Regions from separate parts of the Sus scrofa genome. Here region 2 is linked to region 1. The links are chromatin contacts, called in public Hi-C maps. All regions are on one chromosome and are shown on one strand. The core of a region is the stretch at or near the end of the contact, and the rest is flanking DNA. Distances in the headings are between cores, read along the strand shown. Region 1 has its middle 8.4 kb from the start of AHCYL1. Region 2 has its middle 19 kb from the start of CSF1.

Region 1 (7,957 bases), core at 3,722-6,221:
GACAAGGATTCTGCAAACATCCCATAGAAGATACTTCCTGGATTCTGAGACAGTGGCATTTGCTGAGCTGTGAGTTGGATGTAATTTCTTCTGTTTTGCTCCTGAATCCAAAGTACAGATGGTAGTCATGATGGATGCAGTGTAACTGACTTTTGTCATCTCATTATCTTATTGCCAATTATTAAAACTAAGGCTTCCCTGCTGACACGTTTTCAGTCATTGAGGCAACAAATGTTTACATTTTCCTACAGCTGCACTATCAACCTGATCTCTTTTTTCCTTCCTCTGTTTTGTGGCCTTGCCTAGAATGAGACAAGATTTACCAACCAGGTGAGCCAAGGTCACTGTGTAGTTCAAAAGGATGTCGATTTCCAGGGGGCTCAGGGCATTTCTGCTTCCTTCACCTCCAGAAAAGTGTAAATATTCACATGAGCCTAGGCCTCCAGGGTAAGCATGGCATTTGGCTGAACAGATGGCCCATTTGAGGCCCATGATCATTCAGGTAAAGGCCAGCCCAGGTTGTCAACATGAAGGCAGACAAAGAGGGAACTCTCCACCAGGCAGCCCCTCTCCTAGTGATGGGAGGAAGAGATGAGAAGTCAGCTATTTATTTATTTTGTTTAATTTTCAAAAAATTAAAAAAATGTTTTCCTAAGTCTTAAACTGATATAGTCCTAATGTAAAAGGAAGTAGAATGGGAAATTAAATAGTAACTATGTTAAAATACTTAAAATTCATGTAGCACTTTTTATATGTCAGGCATTGCTCTAAGCACTTTACATATATTAACTCACTTAACTGTGACAAAAGCCCCAATGAGATAGGTATCATTGTTATCTCAGTTTTACTAGGAAACCACTGCAGAATAATATGGAGAGTCTATTGGTGTGATTTTTTTAATGTACGTATAAAAATACAAAAAATAACATATGGAGGTGAGGTCCCTCACGCTAAGCCTGGAGGGTGGAAGCGAACAGAGAAAAAGGACTTTCATTTGTGTCACACATATATCTGTTTGCCTAGATTTTTTTTTTAATGAGTGTGCATGACTTTTACCACTTAAAATTAATTTTTCTTCAAATTACTCAACCCCAAAAAGGAAATACATACACTCACTGTAGAATCTTCAGAAAATGAAAACAAACTAAAATGAGAAAATAAAAATGACCTGTAGTCTCACAACACAGAGGAAATAAGCATTTTGGTGTTTACCTTTTCAGTTTGTTTTTTTTTTTCTGTATAAACACAATATTAGGTTTATCAAAAAATTGGTTCATACTGTACTGCTTTTTTTTTTTTTTTTTTTTTTTTTTGGCCAGCCTGCAGCATATGGAGTTCCTGGGCCAGGGATAAGATCCATACCACAGACATGACCGAAGTCATAGCTGTGGCAATACCAGATCCTTCCTTAACCACTGTGCCGGGCCAGGGATCGAACCTGTGTCCCAGAACTCCCAAGATGCCAACAATCCCGCTGCACCACAGTGGGAACGCCTGTAAGCTACTTTAAAAGCTGCTTTTTTCAGTGGGCAATTCTATCGTGAACATCCTTCCATGTCATTAAACCGTCCTCCACCTGGTCGTGGAGTATGGCCTTTACCTTATTTTTGGTCACCCACTGCTGAACTTTTCTTTTGCTGTTGGTGGCGGGAGAGAGCGATTAATTGAACATTTAATATGGCAGCACAGCCTGATTGAGAAATCAGTCATAACTGGTTTTCTTGGTTGTGGACTCTTCGGAAAAGAATGTGAAGTATTTTTCCCACATCCTCCCCAAGGGTGGCCAGGGCTTCCAGTCCTGGAGGTCACAAAGGACTGGGTTGGTTTTCCAGCTGGGGAAGGGGCGTAGCCTTACCTGCGGGGTGGTGACTTTGAGTACCTGAGAAAAGGGTGGGGGATCAGGAGTGTCCAAAAGTGGCACACATTGAGATCCAACTGGAACACAGCCATCCTCCCCCCTCTAGGGATGGCAAAAGCTGGTGTGAAGAGGAGGCAGGAAGAAAGACCACTAAGTGGTCAGCTGGCCGGCTGTTGGGAGAGGCCGCTGTGAGTAGGCAGCTCAGCAGCCTGCCTGGAGGAGCAGTGCACATGGGCAGAGGGACCAGCATTAAACATGTGGCACAAGGCGCCGCTGGCGCTGTGGCCATCTCCACTGAACAAGGACCAGCTGCACCAACTCCTTAAGATAAGGCCCTTTGTTTGCTTGTCTATGGATTTTTGTTCTGTTTTTTTGTTTTTTAATTTTTTTTTAGGACCACAACCACAACTTACGGAGGTTCCCAGGCTAGGGGTCGAATCTTAGCTGCAGCTGCTGGCATATGCCACACCCGCATCTGCGAGCTACACCACAGCTCACAGCAACGCCGGATCCTTAACCCATTGAGCGAGGCCAGGGATTGAACCCGAATCCTGATGGATACTAATGGGGTTCGTAACCTGCTGAGCCACAACAGGAACTCCTGTTTTGTTTTTATGTAAAACCCAATGAGCCAAGAGAGGAAGCCCTAATAATACCAAACTTCTCTCCCACTGTCAATGGGGCTTGGGACCAGATTACATAAACTTGGAAAAATAAAGAGCATGGGCCTTTTGAGAGTTTGTGTGGATGAATATCCCTGATGTGTCTGCCACCAGCTTTTATGTCCCCAGAGTGAGCCACAGTCCGTACCCCCTGCCCCCATCCCCCTGCCCACCTCTCCAGGAGACCCTCCAAAACCAGCCATTCAGCAGTACAGTGGGAGAACAGATGTGAGAGAGATGAAAATAATAATAGGAAGACCTGGAAAATCCCTATGGATTGATGAGGATAATGCAGTGCTTTCCACAGACATTACGGGATTAGGAAGTTTCAAGAAGGTGCAAAACAAGAGCAAGGCCCAGAGATTATGGCCTGGAGAGATGCCGACGCTAAAGTCCTGGAGCAGAATGTGGCGGGGACACTGCCGCCTTTCCTGCTCATCTGGGGCAGAAAGGGGCATGTGTGTGGCCTGGGCCACAAAAGCATCTGTCAGGGAAGTGCTGTGGTGTTGGGCGAATCCAGACGAATTCATTCAGTTGCATTTTAGAATGAAAAGAATTTTTTCAAGTTTTTTCAAGTAAGGGATACCTAATATCATGTGCTAAACAGAGAACCTGAACAAACGAAACTCCTGCTTATTTGATAAGTACTATGTAAAAGAGAATTTGGGGAGCGAATGCAGAGTTTTGAATTACAACTAGAAATGTTCATGAGATGCCCTATGGATGTTGAAAATGCTTCCAAACATGCTAAAGTTACTGTTAGTGGCAAATCGATGCCAATAAAATTATCAACCCTTAAAAAAATAAAATAAAGAAAATTAGCTTTGCGTTCCCATCAAGTGTCAAGGGGCTATTCATTCCTCACTTACATGCAACACCGCGAGGAACACACATGTAGCTAAATCTCTATGTTCACCCTTGATTGGTGGCTGTTCATTTCAAATGGCTTCTTGAGCCCCTAACGAGTGGCAAGCTTGCTGGGTCAGTCAGCTCATGGATTAAGCTCCTTGGACGGGACCTGAATTGAGCCAAGACAGATGAGGATGGGGGAAACTGGTTCTAGTCCTTTCTCCACCACTAATGCGCTGTATAGCTCCGAGCAAATGTCTTCACTCTTTATTTTCTGGCCTATACAGTTCTATGAACCAATAGGTCTTTGCCTCTTGGGAAGGCTAGACACACTCACTGGCAAATTAAATGACGCACACGTGGAAGCCATAAGCAACTCAATATTCTCCCACGTGCTCCAGTCAAACCAGACATCGGGCCATGTCCACGAACATACTCTAAGGTGCACACCTCCATAGTTTCATTCTCACTGCTCCTTCCCTCGAGAATGAGTGCTCTTCGTTTCTGCCTACTGAAATCCTACTCGTCCTTTGAGATTTAATGACAACAACTACCTCTCCTCTGCAAGGCTGCTCCCACTCCTTCCACAGGAAGCCACCTTGCTTTCTTCCTCCACAGACATCCTGTGCCTTCAACTACAGCCACGGGGTGTGTTTTACAAGCTTCTTGGAGGCAGAGGCTGGACCTCATTCATCTCCACATCCCCTACAGGACCCAGCCCAGGAGGCTGCAAGTTATGGTGTAGCCAAATGTTTAAGGGACTAAAATTGGGATTTGGGCCTAGGCTTGGATGGAGTTTCAGGCTATTTCAGGCCCTGGAATGGGTGGGGCAATGAAGGGAATGCTGGGGCCAGGAGATAAAAGTCCTGAGCAGGAATGCGGCCTGGGCCTTCATGGAAGGGCCTTTCTTCACTCCTCCTGTCCCCACCCCCACCCCAGCCTCCTCGCTCAGCCCGGCCCCTACAGGAGCAAGGAAACACTGTGCACTTGGGACCCTCCTCCATCAGACCCGAGGGGTAGCTGAGGACCCCCCGCTCCCCCCCACGCCTTCCCTGGGCCCGTCAAGAGGGCGGGGCCCGAGCACGTCTGTAGGAAATGGTCAGAGGGCCTGTGGAGTGAGGCCAGTGTCCAAGCTCCTGGATCCTGGCTTGGACCCCACTCTTGCTCGAGGTCTAAATGTTGTGTTGACCCTTTGTCTGACTCTGTTTGGAGTGTGGAGGTGGCATGAGCTCATGATAGGCTGAGAAGTCTTTCCTCACCGCTACAGAATGGGACAAATGCTGAGGGTGGGGAGGAGGGAGCTTAACTCTTTTCCTGGGAAAGAGGCCAGGCTTGCACAGCCCAAGGTGGAAGGTGCAACCCTCAGAACGCTGCCCAGGCAGAACACCTATGTGTCGTGACACAGAAGGAGGTTTTTAAGGTCCAGACAGATGGGCACGAGGGGTGGCCTTAGGAACCCAGGTCTTCTGTAGGGAGGCCTAGGAGGATGAAATGGTTAATGGTTTGCTGAAAAACAGGGAGAGTCTCTCCTCCAGGGGCCCAGCTGGCTGCAAAGCCAGGAGCAGAGGCTCCAAGGGTGATGCAATGGGGCCCGCCCTGCACACCAGAGAGGGTGAGGAAGGCGGGTTCCCACCCAGCAGCAGCCTCCACACAACCAACAGCTGACCACTCTCTCCTCCAGTGCTAACAAACCAGCCACAGGTCAGGGCCTTTGGGGTGAAGGGGGCAAGACCCTGGCCACCTGAGGTTTGAGAAATTGCAGCTTCCGCCTGTCCCGCTCCATTCAGCCTGAGTGCCTTTCCAATCAAGGCAAATGCCTCTACTAGCCCCCACCAGGGTATCTAACTGGGCTGACCAATCTGTCTTTGCCAATTCCAGGACAGTTTCTAGTCCTAGGTGCAGGTGGCAGGCAGGGGGTGGAGAGGCTATACCTGTAAGAGGCACAGATAGGCAATGCAGCACCTGACCTCGGCAAACTGGCACCTCCACCTCACCAGCCCACTCTCCATTATACCTGGGACAGGATATCTGCCAGGGAGACTGTATTCCAGAAGCTTCTAAAAGACTTTGGGCAGGGAGGGGGGAGGGAGTGGGGTGGACGGGGAGTTTGGGGTTGGTGGATGCAAACTATTACATCTAGAATGGATGGGCAATGGGGTCCTGCTGTACAGCACAGGGAACTGTATCCATTCTCTCGGGACATAGACGGAAGATAGTATGAAAAAAAAAGAATATATATATACCTCTGCATGATTGGGTCACTTTGCTGTACAGCGAAATTGAAGGAACACTGTAAATCAACTCTACTTTAATTTTAAAAAAATTTTTAAGAGACTCAGAGCAACTCCAAGGGTTGGTAAGTCAGTCTGAATTCTGGGATGGATGGCTGTCCTTGTCCCCTCCCTGGGGTCTAGCACTGTCTCCGGGTAGGGAGCGTATGACTTTACCTCTAGGAAGGACTCTGCCAGGGTGGGGTACATGGAGAGAGTAAGGAGGGTCCCTCTCTGAGAAGGTATTGGCCTTTGTGACAAAGGCCTGCTATTGACTGTAAGTTCCATGAGGACAGGAACTGTATCTGCCTCGTTGCCTTTGGGTCTCTGGCACCTAGCAGAGCCAATGCTCAATAAATAACTAACTAGCAGAGGGATGGGCACAGGCTGAAAGCCAAAGCTGGTTTCACAATTTCTGGGGCCTGCTTTTTCGGTAAACTCTTCACAACAAACATACACACAAACACAGATGCAGAAAAGTACACAAAGTAGCACAAGAATCATCAGAACAGATTCCTTGAACATTGTTTATGCTTTCTGGACGGCTCCTCGGCCTTAATTTTACGGGCCGCAGCTTTGGAAATGGAAGAAAGATATATCAGGCTCTCTGGTCCAACTCAGAAAAAAGCATTTGAGGACATTTTGAGGGGCTGCTAGACACACAGTAGCCAGACCCCGGGCCAGGCAGGGCCAGGGAAGTGGCAGCTGCTCAGGGCTGGGGCAGGTCCAGTCCCCCTTTGCAAGGAAGTACAGTCCCAGGGTAAACAAGTACTCGGGACCAGCAATGACCATCCCTTTCTGTAGCAAGCAGGTTTCTGCTTATTCTTGTCCTTCTGGGAAGCAGGGCACGGGGCCAGTTCCAAATTTTCAACAATAACTCCTTTCGCCTCCAGATTTTTAGCCTGGATCCGCATCTTAGCAATTCACATTTGCACAATACTTGCAACTTGTTCAAAGCTCTTTTATATTTATTATTTTGTTGGACTGGATCGTCACAGCCCCAGATAGAGAGCTATCACTCTGTTTTGCATGAGGAAACAGAGGTCCAGCAAAACCCAGGATCCCAGCAGCCAAGGTGGTAGTAGAGCCTAGACGTGAGGCCACATTTCCCTCCGTCCAGATGCCCAGCTCCCCTGCCCACCATGCAGCCTCCCCATGAGTCAGCCATCGTGAGTTCCAGGCACCAGACCTCACATGCCCTTACGGCCAAAATGTGCCTTCCCAGGGCTCTGTTTCCAGCCAGGACAAGTGACCCCACGGCTTAACATTTTTGCTCCTTCTTTCCAGCAGGACCGGGTGCTGTGATCCAAGCTTGTCCGTTTTGCTTGAAAGCCATTCCCACTCTAATTCCTACCAGGACACACACTGTTTACACTGCACTGAGTTGGAAACAGCTCAAAGAACAATAGGGAAATGGTTAAGCAAACTCCTATGGCAACACAAGAGAACCCTTGGGAAGTGCTGACAATGACAAGTATGTAAACCATCTCTGTATGTGGTAATGTGTTTTTGAAATAAGCAATTGGACCAAAGCATGTCACAAAAAGACATGTACATACCGATGACAGGTATGCAAAAGTGAGCTTCTGCACACGGAGAAGAACTGCAAGGGAACTTAAAGAGACGAAAGAGAGCTTCACGAGTTTTTCCTGCCTCTAAAGATTATGTTCAAGGTAATAATAAATAGTAACAAAATAAACATGATCATAATAAGCAGAGAAAGAGGAGTCTTTCTGGGCTCTTGGCCGTTGGGAGACTCTTCCAGACCGGGCTGGGACTACAGAGAGGGGAGGGAAAGAGGCTGGGAGTGGGGAGTCGGGAGGTGTGGGAAGCAGGAGCCGTGAGCCTGGGGTGACAATGCCCAGAGCCACAGAGGTGCTGCTGGGAGTCCCTCGGGGCCAGCAGAGCAGGTTAGCCATCTGGTGTCCTGTTTCGGGGCAGCCTTTTTCGCATCAATTACTTTGTCAATGGTGCCTCCCAAGGTTGTGCAACATGGTAGCTCTGGGACGGAAAGAAGATGCGAAAGCGGAGCCTGGACCATGGAGGTGAAGGGGCTCTGGAGAGAGCACAGCCTTGCTCTGAAAGGGTGAAAGGCTCCTTCCTAGGCTCCCCTGAACCTCTGGGACAGTGCGCTACAGCGACACATCAAACACAACCTGTGTCAAGTTCACTCCTTATCTCGGCAGACCCTCCACCCAACCTACTTCTCCTCCTCGTGCTCACCATCCCCAGGGGCATCACCACCCCTCACCCAGGGCTCACCAGGCTCCATGGGATCTGGCTCCGGCTGCGGCTCTCACTCCACCCAGCTTTGCACC
Region 2 (7,957 bases), core at 3,075-5,574, 38 kb before region 1:
GCCGTCTCTAACCGGCTAGCCTTCTGACTGACCACTTAACTAGCTCATAACTGACTCTGACTGCCTGACCAGCTGGCTGAGTGACTCTGACCAATGAACTAGCTTGTAGCTGCCTAACTGCTAGTGAATTGGTGAGCTAACTGGCTCACTGACTAGCTGGATGACTGCCTAATGTGCTGATTGGCAGGCTGGCCGACCAGCTGGAGTGAACCCATTCACGTTTCCAGACACAGCGCATGCTACATGCAAGCCAGCACCTCAGGGCCTTCTCGCGTGTGGAGTGATAGGTCAGGGCCCTGCCGGGAGAGACAGGGGGTCTGCCAAGTGCTCAAAACCGGGAGAGCCTATTTAGAAAACAGGGAGAAGTAATGCATCTGGAATCCTGGGGTCCACTCTGTTGGCAGGTGGGCTAAGAGGGGACAGGTGGGACACTGGCAGCACTGTGACGATGATGCAGACCCCTCGGGACTGGCACGCAGAGGCCAGACTTCGGCCCCTGGGGACGCAGTGGCTCAATGCTGCACCACCCTCTGGCTGGTTGCCCACCTTCCCCTCTGGTCTTGGCCCTCTGCCCCATCTCCTCTACACGCCCCTTCCTTTCCCTGCCTGCCCATGCCAGGCCCTCCCGAGCTCTCCTCTTCCTCCCCTTAAGATTTCACTTCGTGAGAAGCCCAGGGCAGGGGCCACATCCAGCCCCCACTTGGGTTCTGCCCTAAAGCGGTCTCCAGGCCAGGCAGCAGGAACCTCAGGGAGACACAGGGCCAGCTCCGAGACTGACGCTGCTCTGATGAGAGACGTGAGAGGGGGAAACACAGAGGCAGGGAGATCGAGAGGGGGACCCTCAGAAGGAAGACATGGATGCCAGCCCCTCCACTCCCAGGAACCAGGACCTAGGGGCCATGGGCTGGAGCTTGCCCACGTGGTTCTTCTTCCCTCCTGGCCCCAGCAGGGCCTGTGGTCCGTCGTGCCCAGCATGGCCCATGTCCCGTTTACGGTCCTCCCTTCTTCCCCTTCCAGAGCATGGGAATGGGCCGGGAGCCAGGAGCCATGGTCCCATCTTCCCTCCTTACCCATCATGGGTTTTGCCAGTAGGGCCTATGGACAGCCAGGGAGGCAGGCTCCACATGGGGTCCAAAGTCAAACTGTTGGAGAGAATCCAGGGGATTTCTGCTCTGAGAACAAAGCGTTCTGAGGAGGCTGGACAAGGGGACAAGGAGGGGGAGGGGCTGGAGAGAGCAGGGCCTGACCCCTGTGGATGATGCGAGGAGGCAAGTCCCTGGGCGCCTCCGGAAGGAAGGGTGGCTTGCTTGGGGCGAGCACGCCAAATGGCAGGGTGGGCGTTTCCTCGTCTGCAGCTGTCTCCAGTTCCTCCCCTGCAGATACCTCTGCCCTGCTCTCTTGAATGTCATGTGTGCTGGCCCTCTGTGCTGAATGCGTGGAGGTGGGAGCAAGAACCTTGTCTTCTCTGCTAGAGTCAGCAGGATTCACTCTTGATTTTTTTTGGACCCGGGACCGTGCCATGGTCTTGCCTGAGGAGTCGTCTAGGGACACTCAAGTGCCCCCTTCCCGCTCCGTGAGACCCCTCCTCTTGAGCAGTGCCCCCCAGCCCTCCTTAGACCTCCGCCAGGCCCTATTACCTCCCCCTGTGGTCCCCAGTTCCCCAGGAGGAGGTAGGAGGTGAGGCCAGTGGGTCCAGCGGCTTGGGTTGCTGCCAGAGAGAGCTGCCCGGTTCTTGCGGTGTCTGGGGCGGTGGGGAGGGCGAGGGAGAGGAGGGAAGGAAGTCCTGCCTGCAGCACCAGCAGCAGCCCACAGGCATGCCGGCCTCCCCGCCGTGTCCTCAGCAACCCCTCCCTTCTAGTCCTCTCGGCTGACCAGCCTCTCTCTCTCTCCCCTGCAGCTGGGCGCGCAGGACAGACTCTTCGTGCGAGGAGACTTATGGGGGCGTCCACCACCACCCCTCCCCAGCCATTCTCCTGGGAACACAGCCTGCCCTTGGGGAGAGCTCCTGCCTGCCAGGACTAGACCAGAGCCGCCAGCCTGGGGCCCCTCCGCCCTTGACCCTCAGACTCTGGACTGACTAAAAGAGGCTGGAGGATGCCCCCACATTGCTGAGGCTCCCATCTGCTTGGGGAAGGCCGGCAAGCCCGGCTGGGGACCCTCCAGGGCTGCATCCACCTCCCGCTCCCCTCCAAGCTGGCACCTGAGCCCGGGACCCAGAGGCCCGTGGGATGCGGGAGAGCAGGGTGGGCGCTGAGGAATGGAAGAGGCCTTGTGCCCAGAGGAACTGCCTGGTGCCAAGGGATCCTAACAGCGACAAGCAGGGACGTGTCTCCAGAGAGAGAAGCGTGAGACTCACAGGGCGGGACAGCGTCGCTGGATTTCCTGTAAGGTGTGTAGCCCAGAAGATGGGAAGAGAAGGCCTCTGGGCCTGCTGCTCTGCACTGACAGCCTCAAGGGGCCTGCGCCCCCCACTTGCCTGAGTGCCCTCTGCTGGTGGCCAGGCGGAGAGGGGAGGCCAATCATACCCTCAGGACCTGCCTGGCCCAGCCCATGATGCCAAGGAGAAGACCAGCTCTGGCCTCTGCCCCGCCGTGCCCCAGCCCCGCCAGAGCTTCTCCGGGAGGCCGCACAGAGGCTGTCCTCAAGGAGGAAGCCATTGCACTGTGAATACTGAACCTGCCTGCTGAGCAGCCTGCCCCATCCGTCCCAGAGAGCAGACACCCCCACCCCCCCGTCCTCCCACCTCTCCAGCCTCTCCCCAGCTTCCTGCACTGAGTGCCCGAGCCGGCCTCACCTGTCGACTGAGGGAGCCCCTGAGCCCTGACCTTCTGCTGACCCCGCTCTGTCTCCCTGGGGTGGATCGGGGTGGGAGCACCGCCCGGGCCGCCAGCCGGAGCCGGTCTTTAGGCTGCGTTGTCCGCCCAGGTTTCTGCATCTTGCACTTTGACATTCCCGAGAGGGAAGTGACTAGTGGGAGGGGGAGAAAAGGAGAGCAGGGACACACACAGAGAGGCTACAGGCTGCACTCTGACTGCAAGTGGGCCTTTGAAAGGATGGGCCCGCTCCCGAGATGGGGGCAGAGGTCTGCACCCCTGACCCCCCCAGCCCAGTCTCTTGCTGCAACCCCAACCACGGCTCCAAGACTGCTGCCGATAGGCACCTGGGCTGAGCGGGTCGTCCCTTGTTAGGGGGCCGGTAGGCAGCGACACCCTCCAGCTCCCGCCCCACCCCTCACCAGCACCGTCTCTCTGCCCAGGCAAGCCAGGGTGGGAGAGGGACTCGGAGGGCCCTGGCACCCGCCTCCAAGTCTGCCTTGAGGGCCTCAGCTTCCTGGGAGCCCACGGCTGCAGCTCTGAGATCCAGACAGCAGGTGACAGGGCTGTCGATTGGCCTTGGTCCCTTTGTGCTTCTGGATCCCTCCTCTCCTGCTGCCCTGGGCCCTCCACTGAGAGACCCTGCCCTACTTGGCCGTTGCACCAGGGCCCTTCCTGCCCTTGAAAGTGAAGGCCCACTGGTCCCTGCCTCCCCTGCCCTGTTGCTGTCAGCAAAGGCAAGGGCATTGGAGAACTTTCCCTGTCGGGGTCCTTTTGCTAGTCACAGACTCTATATTTGATACTAAAAAAATATCTATTTAAAAACGTGGAAGGAAAAAACAACACAGAAAAAAGGCATTCCTCCCTCACTCCCCTCCTTAAACATATAGTATTTTGAAAGTCAAGAAAGCAAATCCAACCCATCGCAGAAGCTCTTTGAGGGCTCTTGGGGCACAGGAGTGGGAGGGCTCCTAGCCCCCCTCTGGGTGTCTCCCCAGCTACCTGCACAGGAACCTTCTTTTCTCTGAGAAAGCCGAGAGGGAACATTGGCTCACACACTGTGAGATTTTTGTTTTTATACTTGGAAGTGGTGAATTATTTTATATGAAGTCATTTAAATATCTATTTAAAAAAATAGGAAGCTGCTTATATATTTAATAATAAAAGAAGTGCACAAGCTGCTATGTGTGAGTCATGGGAAAAGTTGTTTTGGGGATGCAAGTGGCCAAAATGGGGAGTGGCCGGTAGCTGCTGGCTAAGCCCCAGCTCCGAAAGCTTTTTTCAAGATAATGGGGCAAAGGAGGGTTCTCTCCAAGTTCCAGTCTTGTTACGAAAACCTCCTGCATTATCAGTGTCCTGAACACATGCATCCATCTATCTGCTTCATAGGAAAACGGACAGAAAGCAGCCAATCCTCAGGCCTGGCCTGGGCCCCGCTGCAGTGCAGTCTGGCCAGCCCAGGAAAACGGCTGGTTGGGCTCCGTCCAAGGGTCCAGGGGGCCTGTGAGGATGCAGCTCCTTGAGCACTGACCCCTGCCGTCCAGGTCCTAGCGGGCTCGGAGGTGACAGAGCACTGTCTCTGGGCTGGGAACCGGGGTGGGAAGAGAGCCAGCAGGCTCTGTGAGGCGGGTCTCAAGCCCTGATCTTCCTTCTCGGAGTGGAGAGAAGACTGAGAATGCAGACTTCCCGGGTCAGAAGGGTGTTGGAAAGGGCCAGCATGACTGCAGGGCCAGCACAGCCCCAACACACACCCTGGGCCAGACTGTGACAAGAGGGGCCTCCCTATCGCTAAGAGTGCGCTGGACAAAGTTTTGAACCAGTGGTTCTCAAAACTGGCTACCAGAAAATCACTTGGATTGTTTCCAAAAATACTGGTATCCAAGGCCCACCCAAGATCAACAAATGAGTCTCAGGGGTGAGGTTCACACATGAGACATCAGAAGATTTCTAAGACATATCAAGTGATTCAAATGGGATCCAGGGTGAAATGCACATGGAGCTGCACTGTCTGATATGGTGGTTACGTAGGTTTAAATTCATTAAATTGAAATAAAAGTAAACATTCCATTCCTTTGCCAGTAGTCCTAGGCACACTTCAAAGCCCAATAGTCACATGTGGCTGCCACGCTGCTAACACAGAAGCAGAACATCTATAGCATCTCTGACATCATATGAGACAGCGCTGCTTGGACTTAGGGGACCAAGGTTATAGAGTCAGAAAGGGCACCAAGCAAACTCGCCAGGAACGAAGGACCCAAATATCTCAGTCACCCGTCTCTGTGCCCTGAACCCCCCACGACCTCCCTGTCCCTCATCATTTCTCTTAAGCCAGCTCTTCCCTTTCTATTACAAGCTCCTCGGAAAATATTTTCTAAGAAACTTTGTAGTTTTTCATTTGAGTCCCAGCTGAAAAGTCCCCTCCCCTGAGAAGTCTTCCGAGCTTTACCTAGGCCCCAGAGCCCCATTGTGGCTCAGTTCCTTCCACGCCTGTGCTCCCACAGACTGAGAGCTTGTTTATTTGTCTGTCCCACCAGGCCATGGACTATGGCAGGAACTGTGCTGCATCAGAGTATCTGGCACACAGTAGGCACTCAATAAATGTGCATCAAAAGGTTAGTACTGAATGCATGAACAAAGGCAAGAGTAAGGAAAATTCTGACCAGATTTAATGGTAGCCTTTTCTAGGGACTCTCCTGGCATTAATTAGCCAATGGACTGTATATCTAATAACTACGATTCACTAGCCAGGCAGAGGCGGTATTTTCAGCAGGTTTCCCAAGCTTCTGATGAGATGAGGCTAGGTTAGCACCCTAAGAGATCACTGGGCTGTGGGTGGAATGTACATTTGAAGGCCGTTAAGCAAGGATTGGCAAAACAAACACCCCTGGTGCTCACCTGCCTTTCCAGAGGCCCCCAAGGTATCCAGAGAGAAGGGCTGGAGAAGCTCAGCTTCGCGTGCTGCAAGTGCTGTTTCAGCAGTGCCGCATCGGTGGAACAATATCCACATTGGATTTACAGCCAGAGAACTTAGGCCACTGACTTGGATCTCTTACTGCCTAACTGTGTGAACTTGGACAAGTATTTCATCCCTCTGACCCCCCCCCCTCCATCTTTAGAACTGGTTTAACAAAACGAGCCAGGCATACATGGTCTGAGGTTCAAATATGGGGACACTCTGTGTCCAAAAGCACCTTGTGGATTCTAAAGGCTGCTCCCAAAGAAAGTGTGTCCTGGTGCTGCCCCTGCCAGCTGGTCCCATGGTTTCCCAGGCCAAACACGGCTCCCCTCTGGGCAGGCACTGGGGACCCAGGATGCAGCCAGGGCCTGGCTGTGCTGGCAGAAGGTGGTAGAGCTGGGTGCTTCCTGCCAGGATGAGGCTTCAGATACCTTGTAGCTCAAGGATTTGGGGCTGGAGGGAGGGGGGAGGTAGGAGACCGAGGGGAAAGTGGCCCTGGGATGCAGCGGTGCCGGTTAGCAGGCAGGGTCAGGAACTCTGGCTTCAAGTATGAAAGCAGAAGGGCCCAGCCAAACCCCAAACCATTATCCGGCCAGAGTCAGGGAAGTGAATCAGAGGCAACCAGGAAGAAGCCTGAGGTTAACCTCACGCAGACTGCCAGCCATGGCAAGGAAGGGGTTGGGAGTGCGGGGTGGGGGGAACACCGGGGTCTGGGCAGAGCCTGGGTGATGTCCGATGACCCCCTGAATAAGTCATTAGGGGGTGGGCAGTGACTGGACAGCCTGAGACCCAGGTCAGCTGCCAGGCAGCCCTAGGGAGACAGCCCTCACTTCCCGGCAAGACCCTCCAGCCCCAGGGGAGGCACCCTCTACCATGGCAGCACACTGTTGTCCCCAGTTTCTCAGGCCAGTTTCTGGGGGTGACCAGGCTCTGCTGCCCTGGATGCTGGGACTGCCAAGGGGGCAAGGTGGACCATACCAGCCTGGAAAGCCCCTCGGTGAAGTGAGGAAGCACAGATGGGTGAAGTGAGGAAGCACAGATGGGTGAAGTGAGGAAGCACAGATAGGCTTGCTCCCAAAGCCCTGCAGGGGTTGTGGTGGCTGTGGCCCCATCCTTGGTCTGGGACCACAGGAAAGCCCAGAGGTTGACCCCCATGGCCCGGGGGAGAGTCCACATGGGCACAGATCTGAGACTAGGTGGCTTTGGGGCAGAAGAGGTTATGAACTGGGAAGTGGAGGAGGCTGGGTCCGGGGAGCTGCTGGGTGAATTTCTGGAGGACAGCTGGGTGAGAACGCCATGTTCCACTCCAGCCACTCGGGCTCACCAGCCCCCTCACTGCCCTGAGGTCCTGGACCCCCACCCCAGCCTCTGTACATGTGCACCTAGTGAAGTCTGGGAAGGCTGGAGCCTCATTCTCTTCCATTCACTCATTTCCACACCATTGCTAGACACTGAGCACAGAAGTGTGAGCAGAAGAGCCAGTGGGGGAAACAGGTATTATTCAACCACACAAATAAGTATCTAATCATAAACTGTAAATACAGGTAGGAAGATACAGGCACGGTGAGAGCTTCTAATAGGGAGCCTGACCCAGGGTGCAGGGCCTCACAGGCCTTGCGGGTGACTAAGGCAGAGGAAGCCATGGGAGGTTTCAAGCGGTGGGGCATGGGTTATTCCTCCCCCGTATCCAGTGCTGCCAACGGAACTGAGCAGTTTTCATTGACCGACTACCTGGTGTTTATGGGGCACTCGACAAAAATGCGATATTCATTCCTACAACAGCCCCATGAGCTAGGTGCTAATATCCTCTTTTATTTTCTTAGAGAAACTTAAAACATGGCCAGTTCATAGCAGCTGGTAAGTGGCAGAGTCTGGATTTGAACCCAGGTATGGGTGTTTTCAAAGCCCATGCTCTTGGCACATCACACCCTATAGGCATTTAAGAGATGCCTGTTGCACACATGGACAGCTTATGCCAGCCTGGCAGGGGCTGAAAGTCCCGGGGCCTGAGCATCCTCCGCCTTCTTCCCCTCAGAAGGGCTGTTTAATCTGGCATTGGGTAGCGGGTGTGCCTATGACAGACTTGTATTCTCTTGGCCCTGTTCCTAACCCTAAGTCCACCAGGAGAGGAGGAAGGCCCCTCCTGGGCAACATGCCCACCGCCTGAGCCTCTGGGAAAGGCCCTTCT

What was found. A called contact is a pair of places that touch in the nucleus more often than the background predicts.
Region 2: a contact with region 1 is called in a Hi-C map of retroperitoneal adipose tissue, with 2.1 times the contacts expected there. A contact is called at or near these places in 1 of 5 promoter capture datasets (fetal liver), 14 of 47 Hi-C or Micro-C datasets (embryonic fibroblasts, epiblast stem cells, fetal heart ventricle and 8 more) and 1 of 2 datasets of targeted methods (skeletal muscle).

Annotation. Positions count from the first base shown.
Region 1 is chr4:110,137,230-110,145,186 of Sscrofa11.1, reverse strand. No RefSeq gene overlaps it. Among named protein-coding and RNA genes, the nearest start is that of AHCYL1, 8.4 kb to the right of the region's middle.
Region 2 is chr4:110,174,513-110,182,469 of Sscrofa11.1, reverse strand. It overlaps a transcript of CSF1 not described here. Among named protein-coding and RNA genes, the nearest start is that of CSF1, 19 kb to the left of the region's middle.